Regions from separate parts of the Oryctolagus cuniculus genome. Here region 1 is linked to region 2. A link is a contact called in public Micro-C data. All regions are on one chromosome and are shown on one strand. The core of a region is the stretch at or near the end of the contact, and the rest is flanking DNA. Distances in the headings are between cores, read along the strand shown.

What was found. A called contact is a pair of places that touch in the nucleus more often than the background predicts.
Region 1: a Micro-C map of ear pinna shows a contact between it and region 2, with 2.4 times the contacts expected there. The contact joins two enhancer-like sites. A contact is called at or near these places in 2 of 6 Hi-C or Micro-C datasets (ear pinna and an unstated tissue).

Annotation. Positions count from the first base shown.
Region 1 is chr5:158,866,291-158,872,128 of mOryCun1.1, reverse strand. No RefSeq gene overlaps it. Among named protein-coding and RNA genes, the nearest start is that of ADTRP, 82 kb to the right of the region's middle. Within about 2 kb of position 3,223, at least 2 of the 8 cell types and tissues checked have an H3K27ac peak or open chromatin away from gene starts, as enhancers often do.
Region 2 is chr5:158,529,195-158,534,488 of mOryCun1.1, reverse strand. All of the region lies in intron 2 of HIVEP1 (HIVEP zinc finger 1), which reads left to right. Among named protein-coding and RNA genes, the nearest start is that of HIVEP1, 46 kb to the left of the region's middle. Within about 2 kb of position 1,463, at least 2 of the 8 cell types and tissues checked have an H3K27ac peak or open chromatin away from gene starts, as enhancers often do.

The DNA.
Region 1 (5,838 bases), core at 1,974-4,473, 340 kb before region 2:
ACATTTTAGATTTCTTTGAATCTCTTACAGTACTTAATATGGTGTCTGACTTGTTAAGGATGTCCAGTAAGTGTATGTTAGATAAATATCTGAAAATTAAGCTTATAAAAATGTGTTCTATCTTTTGAGAAGGTAAATTAAATATTTGCCTAAATGTACTCTGAGCATCAAAGATATTGAAAATGCACTATCTCATCATCTCTGCACTCAAGGGTGAGGGGACTCAACGGGAGAAAAGATGGCGATCATGTAGGGAATTGCTAATTGAGATAAGACAGAGAGATAGGACTTCCCAAACACGTTTGCTTTACTATCCCTGCAAGAGAAGAGTCAATTTAACCACCAGAGGGCTCTCATCTTCCCAATAAATGGTAGGCTTAGAATCAAACATGAGATAATAAAGAAAAAACGCAGTTGAAAACCATAAGGTTGAAAAATATACAGAGACAGAGATCCGGATATGTACGTGTGAATGTGTATGTGTGTGTGTGTGTATGTGTATGTGTGTGTGAATGTGTATGTGTATGTGTGTGTGAATGTGTATGTGTGCATGTATATGTGTGTGTGAATGTGTGTGTGTATGTGTGTATATGTGTATGTGAATGTGTGTGCGTGTGTATGTGTGTGAATGTGTATGTGTGTTAATGAATATGTGTATGTGTGTGAATGTGTGTGTATGTGTGTGAATATGTATGTATGTGTGTGAATGTGTATGTGTGTGTGAATGTGTGTATGTGTGTGAATGTGTATGTGTGTGTGAATGTGTGTATGTGTGTGAATGTGTGTGTGAATGTGCATGTGTGTGTATGTGTATGTGTGTGTGAATGTGCATGTGTGTGTATGTGTATGTGTGTGTGTGAATGTGTATGTGTATGTGAATGTGTGTGCGTGTGTGTATGTGTGTGTTAATGTGTATGTGTGTGAATGTGTGTATGTGTGTGTGAATGTGTATGTGTGTGTGAATGTGTGTGTATGTGTGTGTGTATGTGTGTGAATGTTTATGTGTATGTGAATGTGTGTGCGTGTGTGTATGTGTGTGTGAATGTGTATGTGTGTGTGAATGTGTGTGTATGTGTGTGAATGTGTGTATGTGTGTGAATATGTATGTGTGTGAATGTGTGTGTGTGTGTGAATGTGTATGTGTGTATGTATATGTGTGTGAATGTGTATGTGTGTGTTTATGTGTATTTGTGTGTATATGTGTATGTGTGTGAATGTGTGTGTGTGTGAATGTGTATGTGTGTGTGTGAATGTGTGTGTATGTGTGTGAATGTGTATGTGTGTGTGAATGTGTATATGTGTGTGTGTGTGAATGTGTGTGTTTTCCCCTCCTCTCCATTGCGTTTACTTGACAACCGTAGGGGCACCCTGCCAGGTCATGCTGTTACAGGATGAAGGGATTGAAACTCAGCCACTGTGCTTTCAACAAGCCATCCCCAAGTATTGAGCAGGGCCTGACTGTCTGTTAACTGCAGCATGAATTCATCTCTGTGCTCTGTAATGCAAGGGCTGCTTGGGATTTGTTCCCTGGTGCTGGATGGGAAGAAGAAGGAGGCTTCCCTTCAGGTAATGCCTACTGAGGTTGTGCTATGCGGTGACATTTTAATGCCTTACAGAAACTTAAGGGGTTAAAAAGACTTAGGATTTCTGGAGTGTATTCTATAGATAATTTTTATTGTCTTCCTTCATTTTTATTTTTCGTTTTAACTTCAAGTCAGGGAATGGGTATTTCAACATGGGCCTTGGGACCCTCTTGATATGTGAAATCATGCCAACAAGAGATGAGTTTCCCTCGCATTAACATCTTTTGATTCCTGGTTCCACCATCAGCTCCCTTGTGCTCTGTAATTTAACACTAAATCTACTGGGCTCACAAATTATAACCTATAAAGTCTTTCATTGGATTAATAGAGACTTTGAGTTAAGAGAGCAGAGGAAGAAATGGATGTTTATTGAGTGTCGACACTCGGCTAAATGTTCCAGGTCCATTATTATCACTATCCATCCTCACAGTAACTTTAAAGTATGTATTGTACCTCCAATTTATATATGAAGAAACCAGCTCTGAAAGGTTGAATGAGTCACCCAAGACTGTAAATGCTGCGGAAACGAAACTAATTGAATTCAGAGTGCCTGTAAAGCGCACAGTCTTTCACTCTGACATTTTAGTAGCCTCAGAGTGTGAGCTAATACTTTGAGCTTTCTTTCTTCATTGCGTATCACCCTCTCTTCAAGCCATTCAGGGTCTTCCTTAGTGGAGCTTTAAGTCAGCATATTCCTTGCTCTTCAGTGTCTACTGGGAGTGTGGCTTAATGGCAATTACAGCCACACCACAGGGTGCACCATGATGTGATAGGAAGAGGAGGATAGTGTCACTGCAGTCCCCGCCCTCCACAGTGTTGTGCGCAGTGACGAGACCCTTGCAGGTCTTTTGTAGTAACTTTGATGGTTTGGCCATGCTACGCTTTTCATTCCAACTACTGAGAGAGCCTCCATATCTAGAAGCCTTCAGGTAAGCACAGTGTATTTTTGGGATACAGGATCAGTGACTGGGACCCTTACTGTGAATTCTTTAGCATCAAACATCTACACTGAGCTTGCATAATGCTGGATCTTGCTTTCAAGAGTGACCCACAGCCTAGAGGGAACACGCGTATGGATTTCCCGTGACTCCTCCACATCTTCTTATCCAAGTGCCCTGGTAAACAATGTCACATGGGAAGGATGGCATTGAGAGATGGCCTGTAAAATCTGTAGCTCTTCAAAAAAAAAAATAGTGGCTTCAGCAGCTCATTCAGGAAGCCATGCCCAAGACAATGGCCTTGTTAGCATCACTATCCACGATGAAGCTGTGCCCAACACAAACCTCTGCAGCCCAGATCGGGCCCCTTGGATCCAGTCTCTAGGGCAGAGTATTTCAGAGTGCCAGTTCCTCTCCCTGTCACATGTAGAACAGTCTCAAAAATTCGTTCTCAAAGCAACACTCACACATCAGGGTTTTCTTCCTGAAATCTTTTCCACTGAATGGGTTCATCTGAGGGTGGACAGACTGCTGTTTCCTTGATTAGATGATGTAGGATTTCAGGAGAGTCTTGAATGAAGAGAGGAGAGATTTTGGCAAGAGGAAGCTGCAAGATTATTATAGGCTTATGAGTCACAGGGACTGCAGGCAAGCGATGCAGAGGGAGGCAAATGAGTGAGGGCGGGCGCAGAGCTGAGCTGGAGGCAGACTGAGAGGAAGGAAGTGAGGCCCGGGGAAGCAGAGAGAGGAGTGTGCTAGCCAGAGCTTTGCAGGGAGGCAGCACCAATAGGATGTGTGTACTTGTAGACAGAGAGTTCCTGTAAGGAATCGGCCCACGTTGTGCTAGGGACTGGCCAGTCCGAAATCTGCAGGTTGGAGAGCCCACATTGCAGTTTTAGTCTGAAAGCCAGCTGCTGGCATAATTCCCACAAGGACATGCACTGCTCTCCAGCAGTCCGGGTCCTGCCACCAGGCGAGTTGGGGTCTACAGGTAGACATGAGAAAGCCTGACCAGAACCCTGCCAAGGCCTCCAGGCAGCAACGGACCACAGTCACAGCACCTTGAGTCTCATCCCTCCAGTTTGCTCTCTCTCCCTCTGAAGGAGCTGACCATCTGCTACCCTGAGTGGCATCACTCTCCAGCCACCCAGTGTCCGTGCTGTCACAAGCCTTTCAGATAAGGTCAAGATGCCTAGCACGATGCCCAGCAGGGGAACTCCTAAGGAAGAGAAAGGGGTGATGTAGCACAAGTTCCAAGCGTTGACTCCCTACTAATTTGTAAATGGATCAAAGCTCGCTTATTTTGCCATTTTGTGCAGAAAATGCCTTATGACAGCTGTGCCCAGACTGCCCATCAAGCCCAGGCTGGAGTCCTGCATGTAAACTGCCCTAATAAAATCTTTCATTCTTATATATTCTTCCTTCTTCAATCTTCAACCTCAGGGTTGCATCTCAGTTTTGGGGACTTTATCTGTTCTACCAACACTCAGACACCTCCAGGTCACGACAGGAGCCTGCCCCACACTCTGCCTCAAAGTCACCCCTACTGTTGAGTCAGTCATGCCCCCAAGTTTGCTAAGCAGCTAGTACTATGGTACCAAAGTGCACCTGTTGGAAACTTAATTCCCAGTGCAGCAGTGTTGGGGGTGGGAACTTCAAGAGGCTATTAGGTCACGAGGGTTCTGTCTTCATGAATGGATAAATATCCAGCCTGTGGCACAGCAGATTAAGCAGCAGCCTACAGTGCCAGCATCCCACATGGGCACCAGTTCAATTGTGGCTTTTCCACTTCTATTCCAGCTCCCTGTTAATGCACCTGAGAAAGCAGTGGAAGATGGCCCAAGTCCCTGGGCTCCTGGGCCATGTGGGAGACCTGGAAGAAACTCCAGGCTCCTGGTTTCAGCCAGGTACAGCCCTGGCCATTAAGGCCATTTGGAGAGTGAACCAGTGGTTGCAAGATCTCACTTTCTCTCCTTCTCTCTCTGTATCTCTGCCTTTCAAACAAATTAAAAAAAAAATGGACTAATAGGACAGTTGCTGTGGAGTGGTGGATAAAGCCGCTGCCTGATGTGCCAGCATTCCATATGGGAGATGGTTTGAGTCCTGGCTGCTCCACTTCTGATCCATTTCCTATTAATGTACCTGGAAAAGCAATGGAGGGTGGCCCAAGTCCTTGGGCTTCTGCCATCCATGTGGGAGACCTCACTGAAGCTCCTGGTTCCTGGCTTCCATACCTGAATGTTGTGGCCACTAGGGTAGTGAACCCAAAAGGAACCTGCCTGTTGAACCCTCTCTTTGTCTCTCCCTCTCTTTCCCCTCTCTTATTCTCTCTCTCTGTAGCTCTACTTTTCAAATAAACAAATAAAACCTTAAACAAGAGAAAATGTGGAATATATACACGGTACAATTCTGCTCAGCCATAAAAAATAGGATGAAATTCTGTCTTTTCAAGAAAATAAATACAACTGGAAACTATTATGCTTAGCGAAATAAACTAGCACCAAAATGACAAATGTCATGTTTTCTCTGATTTGTGGTACCTAATACACAGAATACAAAAAAAAAGCCTTAATGTATGTGAGTGAAATTTATATCTTGTAATTTGTTTATTTCATAGTGCTTATCTACATTTCTGTGAAGCATTGGTCTTTCTGCTTCTCACTGGTGGAATTCTTTATCAAGATGAGCATTAGGCCTGTGATCATAAAGTAAACTGAAAGTATGTTACTGTAAAAAATTAGAAGAAAAAAAATAAAGGAAGGAAGGTGGAAGGTGGAAGTATCATTATCTTCTTAGAATGTTATCTATGACATACATGAATACTCTTTATATTAGGTTAAAATTATTATAAAAAGTTTGGGCTTGTTCATGAACGTGACTCTTGTTTTCTCAGTCGCTGTATATGCTTTCTTGTACTTCTACACTGCACCATGGACGACACAGCAAGAATGACCTCATTAGATGTGGGCTCCAGTCTTGGGTTCCCGTCTGCCAGAACTGTAAGAATTAAATTTCTGTTCTTTAGGCCGGTGCCGCTGCTCAATAGGCTAATCTTCCGCCTGCAGCACCAGCACCCCGGGTTCTAGTCCCGTTCGGGGCGCCAGATTCTGTCCCGGTTGCTCATCTTTCAGTCTAGCTCTCTGATGTGGCCCAGGAGTGCAGTGGAGGATGGCCCAAGTGCTTGGGCCCTGCACCCACATGGGAGGGTAGGAGAAGCACCTGGCTCCTGGCTTCAGATCAGCATGGTGCACTGGCCACGACGGCCATTGTGGGGTGAACCAATGGAAAAAGGAAGATCTTTCTCTTTGTCTCTCTCT
Region 2 (5,294 bases), core at 214-2,713:
ATAAGAGGATGCCTGCTATTTTAGGAAGCCCTGAGGGGCTTAGAACCCTGTGTGTGCTAGATAAGCCTGAACATCCGCCTGTGCAAATGAGGAGGGAGGCAGTGCCTGCTGCTCCTGGTGCTGGACACAGGGAGCCAGCCCCAGGGCCAGGCACTTGCTCCCTGAATCTGTCGCCCTCCAGCCTCTGGCTGGGTGGGTCATTTGCGCATCTGAATGGGGTGGGTGGCCTGTGTCTTCTTGCTTTCTGTCTTTGCTCCTACCCTTGCAGCCAGATTTGCTCCTGCTGTCAGCCTCTGTCTGTTGGTGAAGTTGGAAATGGTGGGGGCAAGGCACCTGGTGGGAACCACAAGCCAGACGCTTAGGTGTATCCCTGGCCAGTGGATGGACACCATTTCTAGGCTGCTCGGTGAAGTGTGTGTGTGTGTGTGTGTGTGTGTGTGTTATTTCGCCTCTTTGATCTTACACCTTTATCTCTTCTCTTGCCACGGTGTTGATCGGTGTTGCCAGTGACTCCAGGAATGATAGGATTACATACTTGCTCCATCCTGATACACACACATCAATTTCCGCCTAACACCACCATCAGCATTTTTCTGCATTTTCTTTGATCTTTTGCATGTGTCCCCCTAAGGCTAGAGTTAATTGATGGGATTCAATACCACCCTGTTCCTCTCTGTGTGGTTGTGCCCCAGTTCAGTACATACTGAAATTCATTGGCCATATTTTATTTTTTGATCTTTAGAGATTGTTTTTATTTTATGATTATGCAAATTTAGTTAGTCCCATAGGGAAATCCAGAAATATTGTCGAAGAAGTCTACCTTCTCTCTCTGTTCTCCAGTAAGAAACAATTTTAAAATATCATATTGTCTTTCCAAAATATCGTATTGTCTTATTATGTGTATGTGTAACATATAAGCTGTATGTTACATAGATCTATATTGCTGCATGATTTTTAGGTGAAATATAAGCCTGTAAGAATGAGTATGTATATTGACTGATAGTTTATATTCCCAAAGGAGAGAATCTGGCGCAGTTGCCATTTATGTACCAACAAGCAGATTCTAACCATTTTTACCAGTGGGAAGGAGGCTGTGGGGGAGTCTGGAGCATGAAAGGGTGTTACTAAGTTACTTTTTTGGATGGACTGCAGTGTTCATTTGTTAGTTTTGAACCTTCATAAATTCATATTCACTTTGCTTCTCTACTTTTGTGTAGTTAGCATCTCCATCTGTAATTACACTTCAGCAGTCTTGGGAGAGAGCCTCCGTGGCTTTCTGAAAAGCTGTTATTTTATATGAACTGGCCCAGATGAGTTACGGGAGGAACTGACCTCTCTGCTTTCAAAATGAGTTCAGACACGGCGAGGGGACTTTCCAAATGAGTAAGGCATGTGGTGGTGGTGTGCGGTGAGCCAGCCCAGCTCGTAGGGACGGCGACAGCTGGCGCTAGCTTGTGAACCGTGCCTTTAGGTTGAGAGCAGTCTGGAAACTCTCCGGCTTCCATTTGCACATAGCTGCAGATGAGTAGAGAGATGTCTTTGGATGGCACCAAAGCCGTGGTGCGTCCAGACAGACGGTGGATGTGGAGTGGTTGCTCTCTTTGGTTGGCTTGTGTTGACCTGGCAAGCACACACGTCTACATAACGTAAGGCAGCTACAGGAAACACCTGAAGGGGGCAGATACGTATTCTACACCCAGGGATCGCTTGGTGTTTTTATTAACTTATTTTACTGTCTTAAATACTATATTTTAAAACCATGCTGCCTGTAGTACATGAAGCAGTTGCACTCATTTCTGCCCGTTGAGTGTGTAAAGTAGGCACTGACCTGCCTGCTTCCCGCTTCAGAGCTCCGTGGGTCAGTCCCTGGCTCTGTTTCTGACTTCAGCTTCCTCCTGCCACAGACCTGGGACGCAGAGTAATGGCTCAGGGCATTGGGTCCTTCTCTCCCACATGGATGGAGTGCCTGGCTCCTGGCCTTGGCCTGGCCTGCCCCTGGCTGTTGTCAGCATTTTGAGATTGAACTAGCAGATGGGATCTCATTTGTGCACATTCTCTCTCTCTCTCTCTCTCTCTCTCTCTCTCTCTCTCTCTTTCTCCACACTGCCCAATACATTATAAAAATTTTAACTTATTTGGCCAGTTTAGAAATCTGTGACAATGACTATGAGTGCTAACATACTTTGACTATTGACTATCTGGTATATTAAATCCGTTATCTCTTTCAGGAATTAAAACCATCTTGGGAGGCAGATGGTACTATTTAAATTTCTTTCTTCCTTTCTTTTTTGGGAGGGAAAAAACTGAGATGAGAGAGTAGTCACTTGCCTCATATCTTGCATCTGGTAAATGGCAGAACCAGGAATCGAGCCTCAGTTTCTCAGAGAGCGAGAGTGAGAGCGAGAGGGAGAGAAGCCTACTAAATCCAGCGCACTGTGTTGCCACACGTTACTTTCTTTTCTTGTCCTAAAATGAAAAGCAAGGAACTCATGTCAGCAGAGTAAGACCAGGTAACAATTTATAAACTAGGAATTTTAGTTGATAGGACAATTGTTCCTGTGCTTTGCAAATGCATACTAAAATGGTTAGTAAATGCTACCTTTGGAAGACGTGCTCGGAAAGCAATTTCTTGGAGTGAAGGTGGAGATTCTTATCACTGCAGTTTTTTAAATAATTTGATTTTCATGATTGGAAAAGCTGTGTAGTCCTGTAATTGACCGTGCGCCGTTACATAGCACAACTGTGATTTTCAGAAGACCGCTCCGTGATGCTGCTTTAATTCACATCTCCTTTCTGGGGAAAACCTAAAATGCTGCGTGTCCATAGCGTGCGGTGCTCGAGAATGAAGGTTTGCAAGAGACGAAGCATGAAGTTATTGTGAAATTTTCCTAATGGACCAGGGTGTTCTGTATGCAGGCGTGTTCTGTGGCCTGCGCAGCTGCGGTGAGCGTTGAGAGATCCTGACTGTCCATCATGGTGTGTTTAAAAACAAGGGTGGGATTTGCTTCCAGCCAAAATAAAAGCCACAGATTTCCAAAGGTGACAAATAAGAGAAGCAGATAGAAATGTGTCGTGAGCCTCCGGAAAATAATTTATCACAAGAGACATCATTAATTGTAAAGCAGCCTGAATGTTAGGATGTAGCAGAAAAACATAGAGATCACAGTTTCAAGGGACAGCAGTCCCCTGGGAATACTCCAAGGCCTTGGCGGGGCGTGGTGGGGCGCACTCAGGGCTGGGTTTGGGCAGCAGGGGTTCCCTGTCCTGACTGACATGGGGTGGGGCTGGGACAACAGGCTGCTTCAGCCAGGCTGGGTGTGGAGAGGAAAGCAGACACTCATTGCCTTCTCCCAGCCCTGACAGCTCCCCACGAAAACAAGGAGTGACGTGGAAACAAGAGGGAGAAGCGCGTGGCAGCTTCGCTTCCTCTCCAGAGCGGGCACTGTTACAGGATGAGCGTCCGGGGGTGCGGTGCTGGCTGTGTGTCTGAGGTCGTTATTTGTCCAGTCTGAAACTCACAGGTGGGGTCACAGAAAGACAGTGCACATTTGCATCATCCGATGTGTGGAGATAGGGGCTGTGGCTGGGCAGCAGCGGACAAGCGGGTCCGCCTTCCCGGGTCCACTCGGGTAGGGTCTGTGCATAGCTCGAAGCTCTCAGCAAGGCGGAGCGCCAGCCCTGCATGCGTTTACTTTAATCTAGCCGTTGTGATGCAGTCTGAGGTGTTTGCCTGGTAACTGCATAAATAATTGGATTGATATCCATGATTTACATTTTGGAATGGTTATATTGCGCATCTCTTGCTCCACCTCTAAATGTAGATTTCCAAGAAAACGTATTTTTTTAACACACATATATAGCAGAAAAAAATTGTGTGTGTGTATGTGTGTGTGTGTGTGTGTTTATAAATAAGAAAATTTGGAAGGTCCACACTCATAGAAATTATACTCACTTGTAATGGTACCAATAAGAGTAACTATTAATTTGATGTATTGCATTTTTAGGTGTATCTTTGTGTGTGTATACACACACACACACACACACACATAGGTGTCTAAGCCTGCCAATTTATGTACCTGTATGTATGCACATATAATTGGACTTGTATAAATTTTAAAACAGTTGGTACATACTGTATAACTGCCCCAGTGTTGCCCAGCACTGGTATTTCTCAGTGTCATTAAAATTTCTTATAGACAGCAATTTCAGGTAACTTCACAGTATTGCCTTATCTGAGTTTACTAGCTAACATTCTCTTGCTGTTACATGATTAGTTTTTCATTTTATCTAATGGTTATGTCATGGAAGCTTTTAACTTTTCTAATTAAGTTAAGGTGTGTGATTTGCTGACATGGCATATTGGTCAAAATTGTTCTGCTTCACTGCGTTCTTAAATTTGTATTTATGAAATGCATGGAGTTTGTATACCTTAAATAAAAGGTTTAAAGGGAAAAAAAAAAAAGCAAACTGTAATGCCTCTTATTCACTAAGAGTCTGAACATTTCCTGAGGACTAATATCAGGATTGTAATATTCCATTTTTATAGTTATTCTGCAATAATTTTAAGAAAAAATTCTCTACACTCAAAGTCAAAAGGTTTCTGGAAAAATAGAATTAAAATGTTTATTTTGGTGTAAGAAATCCTGAAGTCTGTGTATAATTTGTTCATAATATGCATTTTCCGTGAACTCTTTGAAGACCCCTCCTCACATACATGGGTTGCAGCATTCTTTTGCAACAACATAAACTTACCTTGTAATTCCATTTTCCATGGCCTTGTCAGCAGTCTCCAATGTTAGCTTTGTTAACCCTGGTTAGCTTCGGCCTGATCTTTCAGGAGCTGTAGGTGGAGCTGCTTCCTGCTCTCAGAACGGGGCAGACCAGCCCCTCTCTGTAAGGCCGCCTGCTTCCTGAGCAGGAGTTAAAGTGAGCGCCGAGGATGGTACTTAACAAGGCGCATGCACTGGGGAGAAAAGGAAATTCTTCAGTTAAAGTCATCCTCATGAACTCTGTGATCTTTTGGAGGTTCTGTTTAAAATAGTAAGTCTCGCTGCTTGATAGGAGGAGCCGCTGTACCTCAAGGGAAAGAGCCTGGACCCTGTATTTATATTTTTCTCTCACCAACAACTCATGTGCAATCTAGAAGGGAACTAATCATCAATCTTTTTGGTTGACTATTTGATTTCTGAACTGGAAGTTTTTCTGAGCTAGCACATTTCAGACTATAAATTGAATTATTTCTGGCAGCATCCAGGATTTGATGCACCATGATTAAAAAGCCTATCTCTGCTCAC